Linked DNA regions of Oryctolagus cuniculus: region 2 is linked to region 1. Evidence: chromatin contacts called from public Micro-C data. All regions are on one chromosome and are shown on one strand. The core of a region is the stretch at or near the end of the contact, and the rest is flanking DNA. Distances in the headings are between cores, read along the strand shown. Region 1 holds the start of DNAJB12 (DnaJ heat shock protein family (Hsp40) member B12). Region 2 holds the start of FAM149B1 (family with sequence similarity 149 member B1).

Region 1 (6,991 bases), core at 2,283-4,782:
TGGCCTTCTTGACTTAGCCCGGGGCCCAGAGCCAGGCCCAGACCTCAGGCAGCCTTGGGGCCCGCGCTGGCCAACCTTCTTTGCATGCTGGGGAAACTGAGGCCTACAGATGTTTTCATGAGCTCCTTAGAAAATCTGGTACCTTCCACCATTGCTGCTAAGCCCCCAGAAAACCCAATGGCTCTCAGGCAGCCAGGTGCTAGACAGAAACTCCCAGGAAGGGACTAACCAGGTCCATCACCCCTGCTCTGCGACCTCCCAGTTGAGAGTTCAGCTACTGCTCGACGGTGCAACCATCCAGCCCCCAGGGCTTCCCTGGCCACCTCCCATGGCATCAGCTTCAGGTCACGTGGAGAAGGCCAAGTCCTTCCAGGTGGCTCTGAGCCTCCCTCTCCAGCCCCTCCCTCCACGCGAGCTTCTACCTCTCCAATGCCGCGCTCCACAACTGCTCCTGATCCTTCTCTGACTTCTCAGCTTGGCCTTCTCCCAGGTGGCCTCCGCAGCATCGGACAGCGCCGCTGCTCACCGCCTCCTTGATCCGCCTCTCCATGGCGACCCGGCCGCTGCCACCTCCTGGGACCTCTTCCTGCTGCTGCTCTGTCTCGCTCTGCCTCTGCCCACAATGACCTGCAGCAGCCTTCTCTCCTTGTCCCACCCGTCCCCACAGTGACCCTCGCCACACACAGCTCTGATACGCTCCGTCACGCAGACGCTATCAGACTTCCACGTGGAGCCTGAGGTCTCTCCTGAGTCCCACACTGACAACCCCTCTGGAACATCCCACTAGCACCCCCTTCCCCACCCATCTTCCCCTCCCAGCCCCCCCCCCTTTTTAAAGATTTACTTATTTATTTGGAAGACAGTTACAGAGAGGCAGAGGCAGAGAAAGAGAGAGAGAGGTCTTCCATCCGCTGGTTCAGAGCTGCGCCAATCTGAAGCCAGGAGCCAGGGGCTTCTTCGGGTTCTCCCACGCAGGTGCAGGGGCCCAAGGACTTGGGCCATCCTCCACTGCTTTCCCAGGCCATAGCAGAGAGCTGGATCGGAAGTGGAGCAGCTGGGACTCGAACCGGCGTGCATATGGGATGCACGGCAGGTGGTGGCTTTACCCGCTTCAGCACAGTGCCGGCTCCCTGTCCTCCATGTCTTTTCCCACTGTTTCATTCTCTAAGCCTCAAATTCCCCTAAAAGCACACCTGAAATGCGGTCTCCCATCTTACTCTCCACGGCCTTCCCTCTGGTGGAGTAACGTTATGTTTACGCCCTTGCAATAGCACCGACTGCACAGCTCACAGCTTCGTGTTCAAACGTGCTTGTCCCCTACACTTGCCCCACCCACCGTGCACCCATGGATGGTGCGGACTGGATTTCTGCTCAGTTACAGTCAGGACCTTTTGCTCTGTAGTTTCCCCACATAACTCTGTCTCCTTCACTAGGCCGTAAGCTCTCCGAAGCAAGGGCTCACATCTCACCAGCGCCACCACACCACTTAGCACGACGCACCGAACTTTGCAAACAAACAACACAGCAAGCAGATCTCCCACAGAAGTCTGCTGCCTTGAATGAGTATCAGAAATGAGCCCAAGCCCAAAGCACCCAGTGTAGACAACCATCTAAGACTTCTTAGCCAAGATTTCCCTGTCCCTGGTCTAGGCTAACCCCAGGTCCTTGTCAACTCAGCGCAGGGCTAGTGAGGGCACAAGGCGATGCATGAGGCACATGCTCTAGGCAGAAGAGTGAAAACACACACACAGCCGGCGACTCTCCTGCCTGAGCTGCAGGGAGGACACCCCCCAGCCCCTGAACGGGCACAGGAGGTGGACAGCATGACCCCCACCACACACACACACACACACACACCAGACCTGTGGCTGCTCCTTTCCTGCCTCCTCCTGAGCCCCAGCAAGCAGGGTGAGAACACCGACAGCCAACAGCCAACAGCCGGAGGTCCAGAGCCCCAGGACGCCCCACTTAGACCACGTGGCTTACTGTGTGGAGAAGCTCCACGAGCAGGTTACCCAGGAGGCCTGGCAAACACACCCTGAACTCTCTCCAAGAGAGAGGCAAACAGGCCAAAGATCAACCTGCAGAGTCAGGCGGGAGGGAGGCTCAGGCGCTCCAGCCGCCTCTGCTGCCAGCCTTCTCCAGGCGCCATTGCATAACCCGGGCAGGCTCAGCAGGCTGCCGGCAGCTCTTCAGTTTCACAGCCCTCCTTCAGCGACCCCTCGCCAGTCCCAGAACTCCCCAGCGCCCAGCTGTGGAATCCTGGGCAAGTCTCTCTGGGACGGCCTCTCATCCACGGAGTGACGACGCTGCTCCTTGCTCTGTCTCCCCAACTCTCTAAACTAAAAGGCCCTGTGGGCACGGCTGGGACCCGCAGAACCCGTGCCAGCCTCCCATCCTGCTGATGAGCAAGGCCAGCTCAGGAGGGTCCGCGGGTGGCGGTCAGGCCGAGCGAGCCCGGCGTTCCCAGGGCCTGCTGTGAGCCAGGCCAGCGCCGGCACGTTTGTTTGAAGGGGTTCTGGGTGAAGTGAGGGGATGAGGGGAGACAAGCTCGCTACTCCGCGCACGGCTTGGGAGTTTTCAGTCCAGGGTCGCGCAGCAGCCGCCCCTAGGGCCCACCCCACCCAGGGCCCTCAGCCCCGAAGTCCATCCTAGGGCGCGAGGGGCCAGGACTCAGGACGGCCGTCCCGGCGGTGGCGTGGAGGGGGCAAACACGCAGGCTCCTGATTCGGGAGGCTGGTCCCTGGCCCTGCCCAACAGACGTGCGGGGGAGCGAAGACATGGAGGCACCTCTCCAGGGCGCCCGAGAGGCGAAAATCTTTCTCTCGAGAGCCCTTTCTCTCCCTCAGAGAAGTTATGTTTATTTCCCTAACTGTAATATTTCCCAGGCCGGCAACTGGCCCTGGGCCACCCAAAGGACCCTTGGGAGAAGTAGTTCGAGTTTGCTCCCCGGTAAGCTCCAAGAGCCCCGTCCGCCAGCGCATCGCATCCTCCAGAGTGTCAGATCCCACAGCGGTCTGCAAGCACCCCGAAAGCCGACGTCCCCGACACCCCGATCTTCAGGCGTCCAGCATCCCAAGCAAGCGAGGGAGGGAAAGACTACACCTCCCAGCAGCCACCGCGCGACGCAGTGCGCAGGCGTAGCCGCGCCTCACCACCCCTCCCCCTCCCCCAACTGCTCCCGTCGGTCCGTTCCCGTATTCCCCCCTTCAGTTCCAATTTCGTCCCTCCGTCTCTCGGCACCTGACACTCACCGCGAACTCGCGGCGTCGGGTACAGCCGCTGTGCCTTCTCCAGGAAGCGGAGGGCCCGGTCGGGCTGGTTGCTCTGGATGGCCTTGAGGGCGATGCTAATACAACGCTCGGCTTCATCCTTGTTGGATTCCATGGCGGAACCAGAGCGCGGAACCAGGGAGGGGGAGGCCGGGCGAGCGAAAGGCTGCGCCAGCCGCCGGCGCGTCGCGGGGCAGGCCGGCGCACAATGATGACATGGCCCTCCGCCCCTCCTTCCCGAGATCTGAGCGAGAGCCGAGCTAGGGCGGAAGCACTACCGTATGTCTTCGAAGAGAGGGACGTTCGGCGTAGGAATTTGTAATAGTGCGTGCCCACATACCTAGGGCTCGAGGTACCACTTCCTTAGAGTTGAGGATGGTTGCAGGTTCCTGGCGGTCATGTCTGTGTTTGAGACGAAGGCATTTATTTTTTCATTGAGCATGTATTTGACGAGTAGTCACTATTTCTGACATAGTTGTAGGATGCCTTCATGCCCCTTACATTCCAGTGTGTGTAGGGCGTGCAGAGACATCCAGTAAGCAGGTATGTTCACACAGTGATGAACGCAGTGAGGACGAATACAGGGGAGGCTGGGGTACTGCTGAGAGCTGTCTTTATCATTAAGAGAAATCACTCAGAGCTTATCTTTTTTTTTTAAAGATTTATTTATTTATTTGGAAGTCAGAGTTACAGAGAAGCAGAGGCAGAGTTGCAGAGAGAGAGGTCTTCCATCAGTTGGTTCACTCCCCAAATGGTCGCAAAGGCTGGAGCTGGGCTGATCCGAAGCCAGGAGCCAGGAGCTTCCTCCGGGTCTCCCACGCGGGTGCAGGGGCCCAAGGACTTGGGCCATCTTCTACTGCTTTCCCAGGCCATAGCAGAGAGCTGGATCGGAAGTGGAGCAGCTGGGTCTTGAACCAGCACCCATATGGGATGCCAGCACTGCAGGTGGCGGCTTTACCTGCTCCACCATAGCGCTGGCCCCAGCTTATCATCTTTTTTTTTTTTTTTTTTTTTTTTTTTTTTTTTTTTTTTGACAGGCAGAGTGGACAGTGAGAGAGAGAGAGACAGAGAGAAAGGTCTTCCTTTTTCTATTGGTTCACCCTCCAAGTGGTTGTAACGGCCAGCGCACTGCGCCGATCCGAAGGCAGGAGCCAGGTGCTTCCTCCTGGTCTCCCATGTGCAGGGCCCAAGGACCTGGGCCATTTTCCACTGCACTCCCGGGCCACAGCAGAGAGCTGGACTGGAAGAGAAGCAACCGGGACAGAATCCGGCACCCCAACCGGGACTAGAACCCGGTGTCCCGGCGCCGCAGGCAGAGGATTAGCCTAGTGAGCCGCGGCGCCGGCCCCCCAGCTTATCATCTTAAGAGGCACCTGAATTCAGGCAGAAGGAACAGTGGAGTGGGAATTCCCGCGGTGGGTTGTTTCTGGATCAGGAGATGCGCTGCGGGGAGCACACAGGAGGCCACTGCAGAGTGGGTCCGGTTCCTCGTGCAGGCAAGGCAGTCATGTCAAGGTTACCGGGGGCCTCCACGTCGCCAAGTCCACTCACTGGCTATTCCTCGTCCTTCTGTGGGCCTTTTGTGCTGGAAACCACTGTTACCATCCAGGTGAGAGTTAGTGGTCGCTTGGATAAGGTGATGATGGAGAATGGTGAGAAGTGTATTCTGGATATTTCTGGAAGACACAGTCAAGACCACTTGGCTAATCCCAAGCACGTGGGGTGTGAGAGCGTGAGAGGCCCGAGCATGACTGTAACTGGAAGCGCAGAATTCCCGTTCATTCACGCTGGGGCAACGGGGGAGCTGAGGGGCAGTTAGGCCCGCTGAGGGGTGGATATGGAGTGTTTGGGGCATCTTAAGTTTGTGATACATCTTACAGTCAGGTGTAGAAGTAGAAAGGAAGTCGTGGATATGAAGGGTTTAGGAAGAAGCTGTAGCAGGAAGTACAGTTTTGGAAGCTGTTATGTATATAAATAGTATTTAAAGCTATCAGACTAGACGCACCAAGGAAGTGCATGTAGACAGAACAGATGTGTGGGTGATCCTGTGCCTGGCTGGGGGATCGCCTGCCTAGCCCACGCAGGAGGTTGACCTGACTGCTGGCAGGGCCACGAGCCCACGCACCTTTCCCCCACCCCCAACCCCATGGAAGGGCCCTGTGATTGCCAATCAGGCAAACAGCTCCCGGGCGTGGCCCAGGCCCATCTGGGCCACCTGGGAGCCTACGTGGCCTTCAAGCTGATTGGAGAAGCATAGCGGCGCCAATATCGCTCTATCCTGTAAAATCAGTGTGGCCCTGAAGTAGCTACGCCCCCTGCCTGCCCTTTAAAAGCTTATGCTTGATCATTAATAAAAAAAACTGGACATGTTCACCGAAACTTGTCTCCGGTGCTTCTTGTTGAAGAACTGCGCCGCCCCACCATCTCGGCAATGTGGACCTCGCGGCTGCGTGGCCGTGGGTGTCCACGTGAACGGCTCTGGCTTCCAGGAGGGGCAGGTCTGGAAGTGGGACGGGGAAAGTCCTGGGGTCAAGGCCGCTCATGCCCGCGCCCACGCCCACGCCCACGCCCTCGCCCTGGAGTCTGGAGAGGTCTGGCTGCCGGCTTCTTGGGGCTCCGCTGCTCCATTACGGAGTAGACGGTGATGGGGACGTTAGCCCCACTCTGAGAGTCAAGTTCGCCAGGAGCCAAGGCCCCAACCTTGTTAATGGGTAACTCCGGGACCGCTTTCAAATGGGCTGCCTGAGCCTGGGAGCTGGACTGCTCCGGCCAGCTGCCGGGGCGGGAGGAGGGCCCTCTCCCGACTGAGTGCTTGGAGCCGGCCTGGGGCCGGGGTCCTCCAGTGCGGGGCACGACTGGGACAGCCGCGCTTTCCTCAGTGTCTACGACGTGACAAAGCCGCCTTTATTTCTTTCTTTATTTGAAAGGCAGAGTGACAGAGAAAAGAGACAAAAAGAGGTCTTCCACCCGCTGGTTCACTCCCTAAATGGCTGCCACAGCCAGGACTGCGACAAGCAGGAGCCAGGAGCCTCTTCCGGGTCTCCCACGTGGGTGCAGGGGCCCAAGCACTTGCGCCAACTTCTGCTGCTGTCCCAGGCACATTAGCAGGGAGCTGGGTTGGAGGCGGCCCAGGATTCGAACTGTGGCTCTGATGCGGGACTCCACTCGCATTGCCGCATGTAGTCTGACTTTTGGCCAGGTTAGGTGGGCTGAGTGCGTGTGGTGGGAACCCTTTTTTTTTTCTCCTGGTATTGATTGCGTGGTGTATTTTGATAAAATGCTCACAGGAAGTTCTATATAATTTTTGTAGGTAGTGAAATACAATTTGTTAAGCATTAGCACTACTAGTAATTACTAAGTAGAATATGAAATTAAAAGTCTTCATAACCTGATCAGATGTATTGCTGAATAAGTCCTTACATTGTAGTATCCTTTTTTTTCTTGGAAATTATTACATTTAAATTCATACTAGAAGGGAATTTTCAGTGTCTTGAACTAAAATATTAGACAGCTCATTGCTATCGCAGAGTAAAACTATATAGATAAGCCTTCATTTAAAAATATACGGATAACTCACCTAAGTAACTGTTTCTCTTCATCATTTTTATAGTTCTATCCCATTCATCCTAACAGGTTTTACAGCGAAGTGATTCTTTAGGTGAATTAGTCCAACTTGATATTCATTAAATAGTATATATCTTTCCTAAATAGTTTCTCCC
Region 2 (6,621 bases), core at 3,954-6,453, 880 kb after region 1:
ATGAACCCAAGGATGGAAGACCTCTCTCTCTCTCTGCCTTTCAAATAAATAAATAAATCTTTAAATAAATAAATAGTTTTTCCAAAGGTCCACAAGAAATTTAATAGTGATTACTTCTCAGAAGCTAGAGCAATATAATCTTATGTACTGTTTGAACTTTGTTAACATGTAATTGTTCTTTCATAGTTAGAATTTAAAACCTAAAACAAGTAGATTTTATTTGAAATCTCTTGTGAAATGAACTCTCCCATAACATTTTAATTCTTTCTTAAGAAAATAAGTCTCGGGGCTGGCGCTGTGGCATAGTGGGTAAAGCCACCACCTGCAGTGCCAACATCCCATATGGGCACCAGTTTGGGTCTCGGCTGCTCCACTACCAATATGGTTCTCTGCTATGGCCAGGGAAAGCAGAAGATGGCCCAAGTGCTTGAGCTCCTGCACCCACGTGGGAGATCCAGAAGAAGCTCTTGGCTCCTGGCTTTGGATCAAGCCAGTTCTGCTAGTTACAGCCATTTGAGGAGTGAACCAGCAGATGGAAGATTCTCTCTCTCTCTCTCGCTGCCTCTGCCTCTCTGTAACTCTGCCTTTCTTATAAATAAATAAATCTTATAAAAAAAAGAAGTCTCAAGAGGATAAAACCCAGGCGCTTTTAAAATCTGTGCCACATTTATACTGTTTCCACCACATTACACACCAAAAAAAGGATAAGAATGTCGTGTCTCAGCAGCTTATATCCCCACCTGCAGCCCCAGCATCCCTTATGGAGGCTGGTTCAAGTCTCAAGTCTCAGCTGCTCCACTTCCAGTCCAGCTCCCTAATACTGTGCCTCGAAAGGCAGCAGAAAATGAACTATGTGCTTGGGCCCCTACATCCATGTGGGAGACCCAGAAGCAGCTCCTGGCTGCTGGCTTTGGCCTGGCCCAGCCCTAGACATTGCATCCATTTTGGGAGTGAACCAGCAGATGGAAGACCTCTCCCTCTATCCTTCTCCCTCTCTCTCTAACTCTAACTTTCAAAGAAATAAAATAGATCTTTTAAAAAAGTAGTCACAGGGCTGGTGCTGTGGCATAGCAGGTGAAGCCACCGCCTGCAGTGCCAGCATCCTATATGGGCACCAGTTTGAGACCCGGTTGCTCCACTTCCTATCCAGCTCTCTGCTATGGCCTGGGAAAGCAGTAGAAGATGGCCCAAATCCTTGGGCCCCTGCACCCACGTGGGAGACCTGGAAGAGGCTACTGGCTCCTGGCTTTGGATCAGCGCAGCTCCGGCTGTTGTAGCCAACTGGGAAGTGAATCAGCGGATGGAAGACCTCTCTCTCTCTGTCTCTGCCTCTCCTTCTCTCTCTGTGTAACTCTGACTTTCAAAGTAAATAAATAAATCTTTAAAAAATAAATAAATAAAGCAGTCACTTAAATTCAATAATATAATTCCTTTAGAATAATTTTAAAAATTACAATACCTTGCTACTAATTCTGGAAATTCCTTTGTAATCTGCTTTATTAAATAAACAATAAACCATTCATCCTCAATGTTATCCCCAAACTTTGTCATACCGAAGATATGAGCAGGAACATCTCCTAAAAACAAGAGGAAAGCAACTATATAACTAGATAAATAAACATACATTTGATCATTCCATTGAATAAAATGTTCACTGACTATGTTCCAAGTATTATACTGGGACCTGGGCTGCAATCCTGAACAAGACATAAGATGCCTACCCTTGAGGAGCTTGGGTCTCAAACAAGAGATAGACAACGAAAATCATCTCGAAACAAGACGACGAACTCTAGAACAAAGTATGCACAAAGGGCAATGTGAGCATAAAGGAGGTGGTATTCGAGCTATGCTCTCCTGGGGGAATGACCAGAGGTGAGTTCTCCAGGGAGAAGAGTATGTGCAAAGGCACAGAGGTATAATAGGCAGCTGAATATTCTGGGAATATCAGGAAGCTACAGTTACATGGAACAGAAATTTCAGAACAAGTATGCTATCTACAAATACACAGAAATGAAACACACTTTAAACAAATGAGTCAGAGAAGAAATCACGAGGGAAAGTAGAAAATACCGTTTTTCTAATTTAATGAATGCATTTTTACATAGATGCAACTTTAGGAATGCAGTGGTTCTTTCCCTCAAGCCCCTCACCCCGCTCCCTTCCCGAAAATATCTTAAGACAAATGAAAACAAAAGCACAATTTACCAAAACTTACAAAATTTGATGGAAGCAGTGCTAAAATAGAAATATATAGTTGTGAAAGATCTCAAATCAACAACTTAATTTTACACCTCAAAGAACTAGAAAAAGAACAAACAAAACCCAGGATTATCCAGGGTTATTATATTTAACCCAGGATTATTATAATGAAATAATAACGATTACAGAAGATAAAAGAAACAGAAATGAAAAATAATAGAAAAACAAAGTTGAGGGTTTTTATATACTACATCAACAAAATAAACTATTAACTAGAGTAATTTGTTGTTTTTAAACAAAGACTCAAATAACTGAAACCAAAAGTGAAAGAAGGGACATTAACAACCTGTGCCACACAAACAACAAGAATTAAAAGAGAATACGATGAACAACTATATGCTGACAAACTGGATGACCTAGGAGAAACAGACACGTTTCTAAAAACACACAATCAATCAAATCTGGATCATGAAGAAATAAAAATCTGACCCAATCTGTAACTAGTAAAGAGATGGAATCAATAATCAAAGACCTCCTAACAAAGAAATGCCCTGGACCAGATGGTTTCACTGGAAATGTTGAGTCCTGGCCACTCCACTCTCTGCTAATGTACCTGAGAAGGCAGTGGAAGGTGGCCCAAAGGAGAACTTGATGGAATCCCAGGCTCTGGGCTTCAGCATGTCCCAAAACTGGCAGTTATAGCCATTTGGGGAATGAACCAGCAGATGGAAGATCTCTCTCTCTCTCTCTTCTTTGTCTTTCCCTCTGCCTCTGACATTCTGCCTTCCGAATAAACAAACAGTCTCTCAAATAAAGGAAAGTAGCAAAAAATAAACAGTAGGGAAGACACTTAGCAATAACAGATCTGCATGAAACCGAGAGACCGACTGTCAGTCTGACAAGAGTGCAGGCTCCTGATCTCAACCAGGTGCCCTCATACATCACTATGTGATCAAGCCGTCAAGCCTTGGCCACCGCCCACGACTCACTCTCATAAAGCTGTAAGCAGCCACAGAACACAGCGCTATATTTTGCCAAATATTGGATCTCAAACACCACAACACAGGGCAGCAGTGAAGGAAACTCAAAATGCTTCCTCCTGGCAAATCATGGTCAGAAAGCATAGCTATTTCTCTTTGCAAGTCAGGAAAAGCTGTTCCTAGATCCTCACCAAAACAACTCAGGAAGACTGAGTAATAGTAAAAGGACTCTGATTAAGGAAGCCAAATGTCTGAACCTGATTTATCTGTGTACGTAGATATATTATGGCATAATAAAGTAATTTTCAAAACAATGGGCATGGATGTAGTAATGTTTAGTATATGACAGTTCTTAAGGTAATAACTATTAGAAAGTTTTCATCAATATGAATAAAACAAAAAAATTTTAAGTTTAAGGGTTCAAATATATATGAGAAAGCATCATTAATCTAAAAAATTAAGGATACAATTCTCTTCTTGACAACGCTGAATGAGGTATGGGTGATTTTTTTTTACCTTTCCCAGGTTTATATCTGAGATTGAAAGGTTGATTCTGCCAGATATAGGAGACCAGCATGGGAGCAAACTGGGTCATGATCCTTTCAATAGACTTCTCAAGAATCTCTTTATGCTTTTCTGGGTCCCTTCGTTCATCTGGTATCAGGAACAGGCGGTACTCCACTGTGTCTTCCACGGTGGCAAGCTTCATGTTTTCCTCCATTTTTTGAAAACTATGTTTAAAGTTTCAATAATATAAATCACAGACATAGAAAAATGTTGGCTGTTTTCCAAAATTCAATTATCCACAAACCATCATCATAGCTTTTGCCTTGACCATGTACCACCTACAGTAACATTTATTTAATGACATTTATTCAATGACATTTTATATTTAAAAATGTTCTTTATATATGAAAGTATGTTAAACTTTGGTATAATGTAATGAGCAAAAACGCAGGATCACATTCCCAAATTAACAGTCCGTAACACTAAAATTTTACACGTTTGCCCTTGTGCTAGCAGTGGTGTGGGTTAACACTTTGAGAAGCACTGCACTGGCATTCACTGTTCACATACAACCGTAAGTCCCAGCTCATCACTAATGAGTAGCATGACTTGAGCCACTTCAGTGTTTCTTTCTGGGGCTTTTTAACTGCATGATGGACGTGTCACTCCACCAGTTCTGCTATTTAAGTGCAATAAAGAGCAATCTCTCTTGCTCTGTAGAATCCACCTGTTCCCCTTACGATGGACAGTGTATGGCACAGAAAAACCCAAAACTGCAGAACATTCCGGTCCTGTGTCTCACCCCAAAAATAACTGGCCCAAGACTCTTGCTCCTAGCTGTCTGTCCTAAACGTGCCCCCTTTCCGAGTCTCAGAGGCTGCACCCCGGGATACTACGAGGAACTTTCCTTACAAACAGGCGGCGAGGACCACGCCACCGCAGCGCCGGAACCCTCACCCTGGCTCGGCTTCCTAACGCCCTGAGAAAGAACCTGCACCTTCTATCCCGACGCCGCTCACCACAGTCTGTCCCAATCACCATTCTGCCTTTCAACCTACAGGGACAAATACTTCTGCACACCCACCCCATAACACCAAGCACCCCCTCATCATTCAGACTGCAGTGTATCCGGACTGGAAGAAGCTTGAGGTCACTCGGGCCAACGCCTCACTGTAAATGAGAAAGCCCGGGGCACAGGAACAGAAGCCACCAAGCAGCAGCGGCCCGACCTCTTCGCTCAGCCTACGCTCCCTCCTTCCACCTGACAAAATGAAGTCAAATCCGCTTACGGTTCTAGGGCCTCTTCTGCACCTTCTCTGCGGCGGCACCTTTCCTCGGCCGCTTCTTCTACTGTGTGAGCTGGTCGAGAAGCTGTCACCAGCCGCCACAGCCTGGTCCAGGCTCGGCTACCCGCCGGAGCTCAGGCCAGCCAAAACCGCTTTAAATTAGCGCCCGCTCAGTTTCCGGAACCTTCGGTGTCGTCACTGCCGCGCGTCGGCCGGAGCATTGGGTAGGTGCCCGGCTGTCACGTCACTTCCGCCCCCCACGGGGACGCTGGGAGGTCGGCGGACTGAAGAGGAGGGGATCCTGGGGAGGTGGCAGTCCGGAGTCTAGGCGACGGGGCGAGACGGGGCCGGTAGGTGGCGGGAGGGGGCCGGGCCGGAGCCGGCGGGAGGGCCAGGCCCGGAGGCCCCCACCCTGGCGTGCCCGCCCCGGCCGCGGCTGAGGAGGAGGAGGAGGAGGATGATCTCCAGATACACTCGGAAGGCCGTGCCACAGAGCTTGGAGCTGTGAGTGGACTGCTCAGCCACCCCAGCCGGGGCCGGGGGAGGCTGAGGCGGACTGCGGGCGCTGCGGGGCCCCTTCTTGGCCAGGCCTGCGCTCCTTTCCTTTTCCACGGCTGGGGGGAGAAAAATTCTCTTTGGAATTCGCTTCTCCCAGCCCTGCTGGACGCTGCCCCTTGTCCTTCCGTCTCCAACTGGGGTCCTGTCACTTGCACCTGCCCAACTTCTTGGACTGTAAATTCTGAATTTAGGGACTGGGTTTCCTGAGGCCACAGTCAATGGCCATTTAAGTTGAATCTATCTAGTGCCAGACACCGCGCAAAAGCTGTTTGCATGCATTTAATCCTATCGACAAGGATATTAGATTGGGACTACGGTTTTGCACATTCTACAGATAAAGATCCCAGAAGGAAGTATTGTAGCACGCCACAGACTACACAGCGAGCTGAGAAGCACAAACCTAGTGTAGCTCTTGATTCTGAAGCCTGAGGTCTAAACCATCACACACACTGCCGCCCTGTGCAATTACTCAGAAGCCGTGAGGGTCGGTTTTGCTTTTGAGACTTCAGAAATGTATCTGGCTTAAAGACCCAATTCCTCCCACTAGTGAAGTGTACCAAGTAGAGTGTCTTATATTCATTAATGCTTTTCACTTTCAAAAGGATGGACACTTTTTGATAGTTAATAATTACTGTAAAATACACATGATTATAGATTGTTTTTCAGAAAATGAAATTTTTTCAGAAAGGGTACACATTTGAAGATTATATAACCAGGGGCCAGCGTTGTTAAGCTGCCACCTGCAATGCAGGCATCCTGGCTGCTCCACTTCCTATCCAGCTCCCTGCTAATGCACTTGGGAAAGCAGTGGAAAATGGCCCCAAGGCCTTGGGCCCCTGCATATTCACATGGGAGACCCAGAAGAAGCTTCAGCCTGGCCCTGGCCCACCCCCAGCCATTGCAGCCATTTGTAGAGTGAACCAGTGGATGGAAGATTCTCTCTCTCTCTCTCTCTCTCTCTCTAACAATGCCTTTCAAATAAATAAATTCTAAAAAATAAAAGATTATATAATTATAGCAACCATACATTTATTGTTTAAAAAGACTTTATTATTTATTGAAAGGCAGAGTGTTAGAAAAAAAGAGAGAGA

Evidence for each region. A called contact is a pair of places that touch in the nucleus more often than the background predicts.
Region 2: a contact with region 1 is called in a Micro-C map of ear pinna, with 11 times the contacts expected there. The contact joins the promoter of FAM149B1 here to the promoter of DNAJB12 in region 1. A contact is called at or near these places in 2 of 6 Hi-C or Micro-C datasets (ear pinna and psoas muscle).

What each region holds. Positions count from the first base shown.
Region 1 is chr15:63,438,567-63,445,557 of mOryCun1.1, forward strand. It overlaps DNAJB12 (DnaJ heat shock protein family (Hsp40) member B12), which reads right to left and starts at 3,533. Exons shown (of 9, transcript XM_051823791.2): 1 at 3,255-3,533. The coding sequence starts at 3,387.
Region 2 is chr15:64,318,406-64,325,026 of mOryCun1.1, forward strand. It overlaps FAM149B1 (family with sequence similarity 149 member B1), which reads left to right and starts at 5,204. Exons shown (of 13, transcript XM_070057839.1): 1 at 5,204-5,322. ECD (ecdysoneless cell cycle regulator) reads right to left here and starts at 5,209. Exons shown (of 15, transcript XM_070057826.1): 1 at 4,976-5,209; 2 at 3,696-3,910; 3 at 1,460-1,577. The coding sequence starts at 3,900.